Regions from separate parts of the Drosophila melanogaster genome. Here region 1 is linked to region 2. Evidence: chromatin contacts called from public Hi-C data. All regions are on one chromosome and are shown on one strand. The core of a region is the stretch at or near the end of the contact, and the rest is flanking DNA. Distances in the headings are between cores, read along the strand shown.

Evidence for each region. A called contact is a pair of places that touch in the nucleus more often than the background predicts.
Region 1: a Hi-C map of the Kc167 cell line shows a contact between it and region 2, with 2.1 times the contacts expected there. The contact joins the promoter of Fim here to the promoter of Arp2 in region 2. A contact is called at or near these places in 2 of 107 Hi-C or Micro-C datasets (the Kc167 cell line and wing imaginal disc).

The regions. Positions count from the first base shown.
Region 1 is chrX:17,297,333-17,303,584 of dm6, forward strand. Fim (Fimbrin) reads right to left here and starts at 4,597. Exons shown (of 5, transcript NM_078661.4): 1 at 4,028-4,597. The coding sequence starts at 4,102. It overlaps CG5445, which reads left to right. Exons shown (of 5, transcript NM_001298442.1): 3 at 5,507-6,058. The coding sequence starts at 5,583.
Region 2 is chrX:16,549,341-16,555,720 of dm6, forward strand. It overlaps Arp2 (Actin-related protein 2), which reads right to left and starts at 4,611. Exons shown (of 7, transcript NM_001103531.2): 1 at 4,441-4,611; 2 at 4,004-4,218; 3 at 3,000-3,110; 4 at 910-1,125; 5 at 637-846; 6 at 138-566; 7 at 1-72. The coding sequence starts at 4,051. It overlaps Pp2B-14D (Protein phosphatase 2B at 14D), which reads right to left. Exons shown (of 1, transcript NM_001258786.3): 1 at 5,287-6,380.

The sequences.
Region 1 (6,252 bases), core at 3,347-5,846, 750 kb after region 2:
GCCATGCACAGTGTAACTATGCGGATTTCCAAAACAAATGATATAATACTGTCATTTTACACAAGTGTCTTTTCACAGTTTGGTGAGCAAATTTGTGTTGATTTAATACGCAAATTCTTAAAACGACATTTTAAATGGCTCTCAAATAATTCCCAACATTCGATTTGTTTGCTTCCCAATCACGTAACACTTACGTGTCCCACGGACTTTATAAGCACACAATCTTCGGATCGAATGATATCATCGCTGTTTGATCACGACCCACTGTGCGGCACGACTTTTGATGGACACTGTGTGCCGGTTGTATGTTCGGGTATTCAAAACTCTTTGGCATGTGCATTAAAATGACAATGAAATTAAAAACGAAATAAATAAAGAAAGCGTTTTTAGCGCTAAGTGCCCGAGTAGCCTGCACTCAAAATGCACTTGAGAGGGCCCCAAACAATGTTGATAAAAGCCAAGCTGCAGCAACATCCCCAAGAATAATATACATATTCGGAAAAGACAATAATAAGTGTTGTTTTTTGTGTGAATGGGAACACCCTAGTAAAAGCAGGAAAAAAAAAACGCCGGGAGAGAAAAAACAGCAGCAGCCGAAAGACCTAATAAACGCAGCCAAATGAATTATGTGCCTGTCCATCAACTTTTGAAAAGAGCAACATGCAATGCAACAAAGGCGGCACACACTTGCGCTCAAGATAATAGCATCCATAAATCGAGGAATAGGAAAAGTGTAAAATCGAACATAACTGCAGTTTAATGCCAAGAGATTTGGACTCTCAATGCGGCTTACTCATAAATCTGCTATAAATTGCGTAATGTATTCATCGAAACGCTTTAATTTCTACCGTCATTGTTTATCAAGTATGCAAGCTCGATAAACCATAAAAACACATTGCATATCTCCTTCACATCGGGGCACTCAAAATGCGGGGCTTTGCGGCAATTAACACTGACACTCCCACGCAGAAGCAGAAACCGAAACAGAAACAAAAACACTGGAAGAATGGGAAAGAAACACAGAAACTCGAGACGAAAACGAAAGACAAACAAAAGCAGCGCTTTGTATGTGGGTGTGGCAACACTGTCTTGCTGCTTGACAAGAGCAAATGGCAACAATGTGCCACTCATATGCGATAGGCAATAATCCTGAATCCGGATCCTCAATACTCTGAACCATAATGCTTTTGCGTTTAGATTGCAACATAAATATTAAAGTATTTAATTTAAATTTAAATCGCCATATACCGATTAGATGGAAGGGGAAACCGCTGTATTGCCGCCAGCAATTTCAACAATATCAAATAGAGTCCCCGTGGGATAAACAAGTGTGTTTACCATAATTTCAATATCATAATTAGGCAGCCTTTATTCAGTGAATAAAAAGAGCGCGGAATTGTTCATTCGGATATTACAATTTTTCCCTTGATCTGAGGCATACGGTATTAGTCATCGCAGCATCCAACAACAATAGTGGAACAACGAAAACAGATTTCAGCTTTCAAGTGTCAATCAGTGCAGCGATTGTTCGCCGCCCACACAACTCCCACCCATTGTATGTATTGTGCCTGGTTCAGTAGTGTTTATCCTGATCTCGTTTGGAATCAGCTTCTTGCAAACCGTTCTGTTGGCCACGCGGATCCATTGGAGTTCCAAGCACAATGGACCCACATTGTTCGACCGATTAACGGCCAAAGACGCGTGCGACGGCAGTCGACTTAAATGGTACACTGAGATAAAATGTGGTGTTATTTAGTAATGCGAATTTATCAATGAGATGATACTTTTAATTTTAAATTTTATATTTAACGAAGAGGTTTTCAAGACAAGATTAGATTCTTTTTTTTTTGCCTGCATTCCGTTTTCGTTGGCAGTTGCAATCAAGCATGGTTTTTTTTTTATGTCTTCCAGCATATATGGATTTTATGGCCTGCACTCGAAGCAATTGCAGCGTGGGCGTTTATTATATTCCTCTTTTTTTGGTTTCGGAATTGCCGGGAATTACGAGCTCAGCGAAAAGCCAAATGCCAAATGCAGAGCGGGATTCGAGCAGTCGGGCGAGCGAAAATCAGCAAGAAACAATTGTAAACTATTAAGTGTGTGCATAAAATTGAACGAAAATTGCTCGACTCCGGTTGCCCCCTGAACCAAGGTGACGAATGCACAGTGGGTCAAAAACTACGAATTGTAGGTATCGAATGTTGCTTGATTGCGAAGTTCACTGCAATAGTGTTAGTACTTATGCATGTATATAATGAATAGCAATGCTCAAAACTATAAATGTAACATAGTAATAACAAGATTGAATGATATTCAATGAAACCGAATAAGCACTCCTATTGTCGGCAATACCGATGTATGGTTTTTGAATTCATTTCGTAGGGCCAACCGCCGGCGACCCACTGTGCGACTTGTCTTGCGTTTGAGAGCAGATATCTGAATCTGAATTGAAGCTGCGACCGAGCTGAGACGTAGTTTTTCACGCTCTCCCGGTGACGGGGCTTGTATATATGTGCCCTGGCCTGTGATTTTTATATTTATTTTTAGTTTAAGCAGAAACTGGTTTTCATGCTATTCCACTCCGCCCCCTGCGAACCCCACCAAAAAAAAGGGGTGGCAGTAGAGCGACTTTTACGTGGTGTCATGGTATGGAAATAAATGCACGTTATACGCTAACTTTATACCGCTGGCCTTGCCCAAATATTATTCTCGCGAAATTCGCAAGAAAGATTCGTTCGTCAAGTGAAAGATGATGGTTGGTTGGTTGGTGTCAACATTGTTGTGTTATTTTTTAGTTTGCTTTTAGCATTAGTCACTATGGGGGATGGGCAGCGACGCCGACTGCGGCATTGAACTTGCGTTTCTCCACGCATGCGCTGCCCTTATACTCGTAATGATTTCGTTTTGGGCTTTGCAGTTGCAGAGGGCTCCACCCAAAAAATAAGACAAAAAAGTGTTTTCTTCTGTAAACATTCGAAGGAAATTCTCGATGCACGATAAGAAATATTTGCATACTTTATCGAGGCGGTGACAAGACAAAGTAATGTGTCTACTGTGGATGTCGGCTTGGTTTATCTAGTTTCGTTTTTACGGTACATGGCTCAGACAGTTTGATAAGTGCAATATTCGTCAACAGCTTTTGCATTCCAATTTACCACAATACACAATACACATAAAGAAATCAAAAACAAAATTCACTTTATAGTACAAATTAAAGTAATTTTTTCCTCTTGCTTCTCGTACTCTTGATAACGACTCTCCACTGTGCGAAGAGCGGGAGATAAGAGATGCGGGAAAGGGAAACTTGTTTGCTCATCTGCTGTCCCCTCCCACCCACATCCACGCACGCGCCCCTCTCCCTCGCACTGGCATATGCAGCAGCGGGCGCAGCGCATTAACCGTTAGCTAGCGATGCTTGTCTTTGCTTCTTTTCACGGTCTTTTCCAGTGGCGGATCAAGGGGGGATTTTGAAGGGCTAAAGGACTAAGTTACTCTCGTAAGTGTAATGCAAAATTTGATCTCTGTTCTTGTACGATTTCCTCTTCTCCTGTCCAACATTCGTGCCAGCTGATTAAGTTAAGTTTTAGTTTTACAATTCCCAATTTAATTAACTTCTTGCTGGTTCTGCTTCTTTGTCGATTAAAAACTAAGCAAGAACATGAACTAAAATCGGAGTGGTAAGACCCTTTCAAAGTCCGACTCTGTTCTTCTCCTGCTCCTGCTGCCCCCGCCACTGCTTCTTCTTCGCTTAAGTCCACTTCATGGGGGGTTGCTTTGCACTGTTGAAGGCCAGCCGCGCTGTCGGCTGCGCAGCCGGCGTTGGCGTCAGCGTCGCTGCTCCCCATTGTCAACGCCGACGCCCACATGCACCGCTTAACGGTTTTCTTCCTGCGCCTCATGCGTGCGTGTGTGTGTGAGTCATTCAATTTGAATTTCAACAATTTGCCACCTATGACTCTTATTGATTGAATGTTGCTATTGCCATTGCTAAAACCATTTCGTTTTGCTGCTCTTTTTGTCATCTCACCTCTATGAATTTCTCCTTGATCTCCGCCTTTTCATCAATGGACAGCGTTTTTGTGAATTTGTTAAGTGTTGCCATTTTCGCTGCCGATGTGTGTGTGGTGTGCTGCTGCTGCTTTTCTTCTTGACTTTCTTAATTATTTATAACTGACGCCGCTGATTGGTAATTATTTTAAATAAATTATCCGTTTATAATCAATTTCACTTTGTCGCCGTTTTCGCAGTCGGCGATTTTCTTCTTTTTGCTCCTCTTCTTTTTTGTTTTACCGCGCGCTCCTTTTCCTATACGTATCTATGTATTTGTGCGTTTCTGTGCTAATATTCTTAAACTTCTTTTACTTTTTTCTTAACTTTTCACCCATACACACTCGTTGCTGGTTTTGTTTGTTGCTGGTTTTTACCAAAAAAAAAAAGATGAAGCCAGATTTAAAGCCTCCGTGTTGTTATTTACAACGTCAACCGAGCAAATTTTGTTTTCAAACGTTATTTAGCACGTCTGAATTCGGAATCGACCGGTTTGCTGTGCGTGCGAAGCGCTTTTGTTAGATGTTTAACAACAAACAGAAAACTAAATTGCAGGTTGTATTGTGAGAAATGAAAGAAGACAACGGAGCGAAAACAGTGTGCCCGTTTTGGAATTTGAAAAACCTACAAAAATACGGTGGTACTTACCGCGATATTTCCAAAACTGAGCACAGTATTCCATTTGAACTTAAATTTTCGATAGAATTGAAATACCTCTTAATGTCATAATAGACAGCACATTGTTTTTCTTCAAGTTTAAATATAGTTAATTTAAGCTTGGAAGAGAATTTAAAAAAAGCTTAAAGCTGCTTATGCTAAGTTATGTGCGCAAATTTATTTTTTTTACATTTTACATGTGCGTAGAATTTCCGTTGTTGAGTTAGCAGCAATTGAAGAACGTTGGAATTTGAATTATGGGGACGTTTTTTATTCAGTTATTTTTCTTTATTAGGAGGTGAATTCGAAAAAGATATTTCTTTATCTCTTTCTTTGACGCACATCATATTACAATGTTAACAAACATAAACGTTTAGTATTTTTCCGCTATCGGGTAGTATTTCGCGGTCGGCTCGCCACGGTTCCTCTTCTTTTGTCTAAAAGAATAGAATCGCCTGGTCACACCGCAGGGTCCAGTATTGTTGCCTTTTTATTTTATTCCCGCATTTCTTCGCTTTGAAGCGATCGCTTTTCGGCTTTCTTTGAGGTCACAGGTCACGCCAGCGGACGCTGGAAGCCGAAACGCCCCCCGCCTCGCCCCCTTGGCCATGGTGACCGTCGCTGTTGTTGTTTTTGTCGCCCTTTAAAACCAGCTGCTGCATCTGTGTGTGCGCGCGTGCTTGCGAGTATTTCCAACCAAGCGTGCGTCGGTGTGCGTGCGTGTACAAGTGCTGAAACAACAACAAAAGCGTAAAACGCATTTTCATTTGATTGCGATTTTGATTTGATATATTAATTACAGAAAGAAAGGGGGAGAAAGCAAACAAAGGAGACAAACTGTGAGAGAAAGACAGAGCGAGATCAAGACAGTGAGCGAGATGGATGTGGAGGAGAACTACGAAAACGCCGCCGAGATGCAGAACATGAACATGAATCTGAATCTAAATCCGAATCCGAATCCAAATTCGGACAGCCAGCAGCAGCAGCAACAACAGATGCAATGTGAACCGTTATTCGGGCTCACAACCAATACAACAACAACCACAAATCCCATGATGGCCATTCCCCTGCCCGCGCCCCCAGGGCCGCACTCCGCTCCGAACAACAGTCCAAATTCGAATGCGAATCCCAACTCAAATCTGAGTCCCAGTCCATCCGCAACAACCGCTAACGCATCCGCATCCACGATCAAGTGTCTACCGACGAACGACTTCGATATCGACTCCCTGTTGCTGCAACAGTTCAGCTGTATGGGCACCACGGACCACGAAGACCTCATCAGCCAGTTTCAGAGCCTAATGAACAACCAGATGAACCGGGAATCGGCCAGGTTTTACCTAGAGATGAGTAACTGGTAAGGATATAGCTATAAGTAAAATATCTCAAATCCATTGTGGTTTAATATTCCAAATGGAGTTAGAACACAGAATGTTTCATAATCCATTGAATTTAAGCTTCTTCCCTGCGTTCTGGACATATTATAGTCTTTATAAACTATATTTTACTTAAAGATGTGTTACTAGTAATGATATACATATGTACTCAGAA
Region 2 (6,380 bases), core at 3,361-5,860:
CGCCAGAACAGCTCCGCCGATAAAGACCATATCCTTGCGTCGCGGTGGATCCTCAATGCGTATTTTGAATTTCTGCAATGTAATCGTTCAATTTGTTAAACACGATGTGCATTGATTAGCTTTACTTGACAACTTACCGCCAGCTTTTCCGTATCGTTCTTGAGTACCCGCTCCAGGTACAGCTGTTTGATCTCACGCTCCAGCCGACTGGGAAGACCCGGATACATGGTGGAGCCGCCGGACAGAACTATGTGCTTGTAGAGTTCGGGCCGTATGTCGATGTCTGCCGCCTGGATGGTGTTGAAGGCCAGTTCCGCAATGCCCGGTCCCTCGACGTTGATCAAATGCGGCTGGAACAGAGCCTCTGGCGCCTCAAATCTCTCGCCACCGACCTTGATAACACGACCGTCGGGTAGCGTGTACGATTCCACCAGCACCGTCGTCTCCAGGGCCAAACGCTGCTCCATCTCGATGTCGTAGCCAATGTAGCAGAGCTTCTCCTTCATTATGCGAACCGTTTCGAAGTCGGCGGAATGATTGAAAGCGTAGCCACGTAGTAACAGTAACTAATGATCATAGATAGATGCGAAAGTATAAGTCACAGTTTGGCTATATGTAATTGTAAGGCAAAGCAACCTTAATCAAATAGCGAGTGATATCCCGACCGGCAATGTCCAATCGTCGCGTCAGATGGGGCAGGGCAAACTCCTCGTAGACGGGACATATATGCGTTACACCATCGCCCGAATCGATCACCACGCCAGAGATCAGACCCTGGGCATATAGCGTCAGCACGGCCTGGATGGCAATGTACGCCGAATCGAAGCCATATTTCTCGAACATCACCTGTGAACACAAACACAACAATGTTAGTTTGAAGTGGGATTTTAAAATATGGTATGACCTCACCTCAATCATCTTCTCGCGATTCTTTGTGGGATTCATGGGCGGCTCGGTTAGCAGGATTTTTGTGTTCGTCGGATCGATGTCCATCTTTTTGGGACCGAACGTGTAGTCCCACACGTGGCACATGTCGTCCCAGTTGCGCACCACACCGTTCTCCATCGGATAGGAGACCTCCAGCAGGGATCGCAGCTGTGAGGCCTCATCGCCGACCATCAGATCCTGTAAATTCGTTCGTCAGAGGACGCAGCGTTAGTGTCCGTGGCTTGGTCAATGGATAGCCATTGGGATTCGGATTGGTTTGGACTGTTTGGTTGGTTGGATGGTTGATTGGTTGGGTATTTGCTTAGAGGCTGGGATGGTTAGTCATTAGTGTGGGAGACATACACAGGTGTTAGGCACAATAACAGCGAGCACACTACAAGAATGCAACTAAACTCGTCTAAACAATCAACGATTAACAAGAGGCAGCAGTGAGTGTGAGTAGTTGCGGAAAAGGACTTGCCTTTCCGGAACACTGGCAAACACAGGGACGTGCAAAACAAACGGGGGATTAAAATAGGGCTAAGCAGACACAGGACATCATGCAGACGAGAACACATAACAATTTCAAATCAGCAAATCACAATTAAAACGAGAAGCAACTGAATTTGGTTGCCTTAAGATATGTACAAAAAAAACCAAAGGGTGTAAGCTAGGAAACAAATGGTATGAAAACATAGGAGTAAAACTTAAATAACAAAAATTATATTTACGTAAATTTGTCGTTAAATTGAACAGATTCGATTGGAATTCGGTTTTAAACACGCCTCAGATTTATCCGATATGAGAATTAATAGATTTGTTTTTTTTTTTAATTTTTTTTTTTCGATTGTGGATTTTGTCGATTTTGTGGATGGAGTACAATTATAGATGATGGCCAAAAGGAAGCAACAAGATAGTTGGACGGGGCCGGAATATAGTTGGGAAAATATTCAAGGCAAACAACTAGTGAAAAATGTGAACAGTTAACAGTTAAGTTAATTAATTAATTAAATCCTAAGTGCGCAGCTTGAACTTCAAAAAAATTTCGCAATATTTTGCCAAGCGTGTGTTATTTTGGTTTTTGGTATTTTCGTATTGTGTCAATCGTATACAAATTTTTATTATTTTATGTTTACTTGGTGATTAGATTTCTGGTAGTGGTAGTTTGGATTTTGGTTTTTTTTTTAACTATACAAACTTGACTTACATCGACATGTAAATCCTGCAAAACATTTGTTTTTAAAAATATATGTGAAAAAAAGAACAGAAAAATGTATAAGAATATTAAAAAAGAACAGAAAGATTACAATTTTAAAAATATTTATTTTCTGTATCGTTTTTTTTTTTATTGCTATTCAAGATGTGTTCTTAATGATTCTTAATTTGATGTTTCTTCTGTCTAAAGTAAAGAACTTCTAAGTAAGATCTATATATCGAAAATCAAGTGATGCACTCAAAAAAAAAAAAAGCTTAATGTCTGCGGGGTTCAGCCTCCATATCCACAGTTTATTAAGCTATGCCTAAACCTTGGTTAAAATCAGATATCCACGGACCAACTTTTAGCATGATATATTTACCATAATATATATTTATATATTTTGTATGCATGTGTATAATAATATGAGGGCCCACACACCGAGACCAATGCAACTCAAGCAAAAATGCAATATTGGGATAAGTGACCCCCAGAAGTGATGAAATCAAGATGGTAAATGAAACGATATGCGAATGGGGTAGATCGAAAACAAATTATATAGAAGTAAGTAGATATGCGACACTAATAGACAGAATAGAAAATAGAGCAATTCCACTCCAAAATCAGATGGGTTAGGGGTGAAAAAATATGGTGGGTAATTTGGTGGATAGTGAACTTCTATGCGCTAAATGTATTTCTTGCCGTTTAACTAGTCATGGAGTAGTTACATCGAAAAAAAAAATGATATAATATATGGATATTCGTGTATTTGATGGCCTGTGCACAATTGAATTTGTGTAGTGTATATGGTTGTACTATCTCATCATATTGTTAATTAATTTTAGATACTTTAATTGGTAAGTACGATGGATCATACCTTGACTTCGATATCGCCGATTTTGTTGACCGCCCGAATCATGGGTCGTCCCACCATCGAGGGAAAAATGTGGGTGGGGAAATTGCTGCCGGCATATCCGCACTTAACGAACTGAAAAATAAATGGAGATGTCATAAATACATATATTTATATTATGGTGTATGTGGAAACACATTAAAATAATATGACAGCCGACATATGTACATATATTATTATTTGAGTTAAGCCCTAACACGTAATATGATAATTTAAAATGCTTTTGTATCAACAGGTACTTAAAAATTGCACATAATAATAATAAATAATTATTTTTAATCATTTTGTTTAAGACCAGCTATATCATTTTTCCCGGTGCAGCATTTCCTTGCGTTTTTACTGCTGTGACTTATCGAATTCGGACCGTTATCACAAAACAAAAATTTTTGAATTAGTTTTGATTATTTGGTTTAGGACCAGCTAAATCATTTTTCTCGGTGCAGCATTTGCTTGCGCTTTTACTGTTGTGGTTTATCGGACGCTTATCGAAATCGGACCGTTATCACAATACAAAAATTCTGGGCCTGCGATAAGAACTGATTGTCGGAAATTTTATGGAAGTGTTGGTGTGTGCCAGTGTCGCTCTTTCGACAAATATGTAGGTGTGGGAGATACTGAGTAACGCTGGAATCGTGAGTAATCCACTGATTAGTCAAGCGGAGAGCAAGAAGAAGAGTGGGGAAGCGGAATATAAAGGAGAGGAAGAGGCAATCGCGTAATTGCAACTGCTGCAACTGCTTGACTAACCGCGACGTCAACGCCCGCTGGCCAGCAAGCAGTGAAATAAGCAGCAGCAGCAGAAGCGCTGCTTAGTCCACAAGAAGAAGAAAACGAAAGAAGCGCAGCCAACAACACTCGAAATGTGTGTCACACACCAGTCGTTGGTGATGGTGTGGGTGTGTGCGCTCTGTTTTCACCGCTTGTGGGTGATGTGGGCGGTGCGGGTGGTGACTTTCCCGTTATCTTACCCCAGTGCCGTTATCACAGACGATAACATTTCGACCCTTGCTGTCCATGCTTGAAGGACTCAAAACCGGATCTCTGGAAAACCACTGCTTCTGCTACTCCCGTTGCTTCTGCCTCTGCTGTGGCAACTGCCTTTCCACTTCCACTGATGACGCGACCAGGTTGCCTTTTTGGGTGTTGGTTGTGATTCGGTTTGAAATCACAGCTCGCAGCGCCTCTGCTCGATAAAACCAAACAAAATATTGCACATCAATCGCCTTTCCTGTTGACTTCCTGGGCCGTTTGTTGAGCACTACTGTTAATTGATTCCTTTTCGGCTTTTTTTGTATTTGGACCGCCGGAGAGCGATTGTACTTAATCATACACTTTCCTCTTCCACTCGCACACTCTCACAACACGCGGGCGGGAACCTTGCTCTCTTCGCCACTCTATCGCTTACGTTTATCGCCGCTTCGTTTGGCGGTTATTGGGAATTGAACTCTTAATTTAGACTCGCAATTAAATTTAGGCCGAAACAGTTTGCCGCTATCGACTATTTATACTTATAATTTAGTTATACTGCTGTACAAAAACTCCCTCGTTACTCCCCAGAGTTGAATAAAAATAGATGCATATTCGATACTATCGGCGTTGGACTGAAGCGTACAAAACACCGAAAATAAATACCAGAACCGTTTAGATACTAGATCCAATTATATTTTTTTATTATTTTACAAATTTGTTAATTAAGTTTACTAGTCTGTGTGCCACTTTTAACAATTTAAAAAAGATTAAAAAATACAAGTTTATTAGTAATATATGTTACTTGCACAGGATTTACACAAAACAATTTCAATTCAATTAAGACTTTATTAATTAAATTATTGGATTAAAGATTTGGCAATTTAACAACTAATCACATCTATTTGAAAAACCAATTCGGCAATTGCTGAAATTTCAAAATACTCACATTGATTTCTGGTATTTTTCGTTTGCGCTCTTGCCTCTCGTTCACTCTCATACTTGGAAAAATATTCTTGAATTAAGACTTAAAACAGGTTCAAAATTTGGCGCCATCATTGAATACATGCATGTATTTAAAGAATTGTAATTTAAGCAATTAAGAAGAAAAATGATAACTTGACAATACTGCTCCCAAGGATAAAAAGTTAAGTGATCGAACGCCATAAAATGGAAAGTTTGTTGCTGATTTATTTTATTCCGTTTATATAGTATGTATATGTATGTATAATTTAATAATATAATAAACGTTACTCATTTGTTATCTTTATAATTGCTTTAAGAGGCGAAATGTCTTATATATGTATGTATATACCATGCAGCCGTCTCGTTCCCGCATTTTTTGATTCTGCTTTTGTCTGGGTATTATGTGTTATATTGAACGTTTTAATGCTTTTTAAATAGTTCCCATAAGTATGTTGGCATGGTCTTGACGTACATATTATCAAAATCTACTCATCTCCTCCTCAGCCGTTCTATTCAATTATTTACTTTTACTATGTGCCAGGAAGTTTTGCCTATGCCTCATGCAATAGTTATGTACTTTCTTTATCGAGGGAACTAAGCAAATGTATTGTTAGTCATACATAGTGTAGAATTATTAATACTTCTTAGCTTTATTATTTACCATGGCTCTTGATACACTCGGAATGCAAATCGCCCTAAGAGAATCCAAAATTTACAATTAATTTATTTCAGAAAATTATCTGAATATTGCCTACGTTTAATGGCTTAAAATGTATAGTTCTTTGATAATTAAACTATATTAAAAAAAAAAAATTAAAACTTAATTGTTGACCTATGCGTATTTTGGTATTAACAATTGAAATAAATATTTGTTGTTTTTCAAAAATTATACCTGAAATGTTGTCCATCAATAGAAACATTTGTTTATAGCCTAACAATATGGAATTTAGTTTTCAATTTCATTATTTTAAATCCGTAAAAACCCATACTTGTTGAAAATATTTGCGGCGATTTTCGAACATAAATGCCGATTGATTTTCTGAGTGTATACAATCATTCTATGGAATTGGTGTTCTTGGCGTTCAATACTCGAGACTATTGCAATTAAATGTGATTTGGGGGAACTCCCATTTCACTCGACTAACTAACTAAGTATGCATTTGCGGTGTAACAACATTAACAATTTTAACCACATATAGAACAGAAACTCTGAAACTTAAACGGCCCAACAGCTTTCATCAACTTTCAATAATTATATAGTTGTGGTGGAGGATTAACAAAAAAAAAAAACGCTATATATATATCTATATAAATATGGTGTATCTCTCAATTAGTTGAGTAAGTTGTTTCCATTTCTCCATCTTTTTTTTTTTTATAAAAGCTAAGAGGGAAACTCTGCGACTGCCGCCTCAT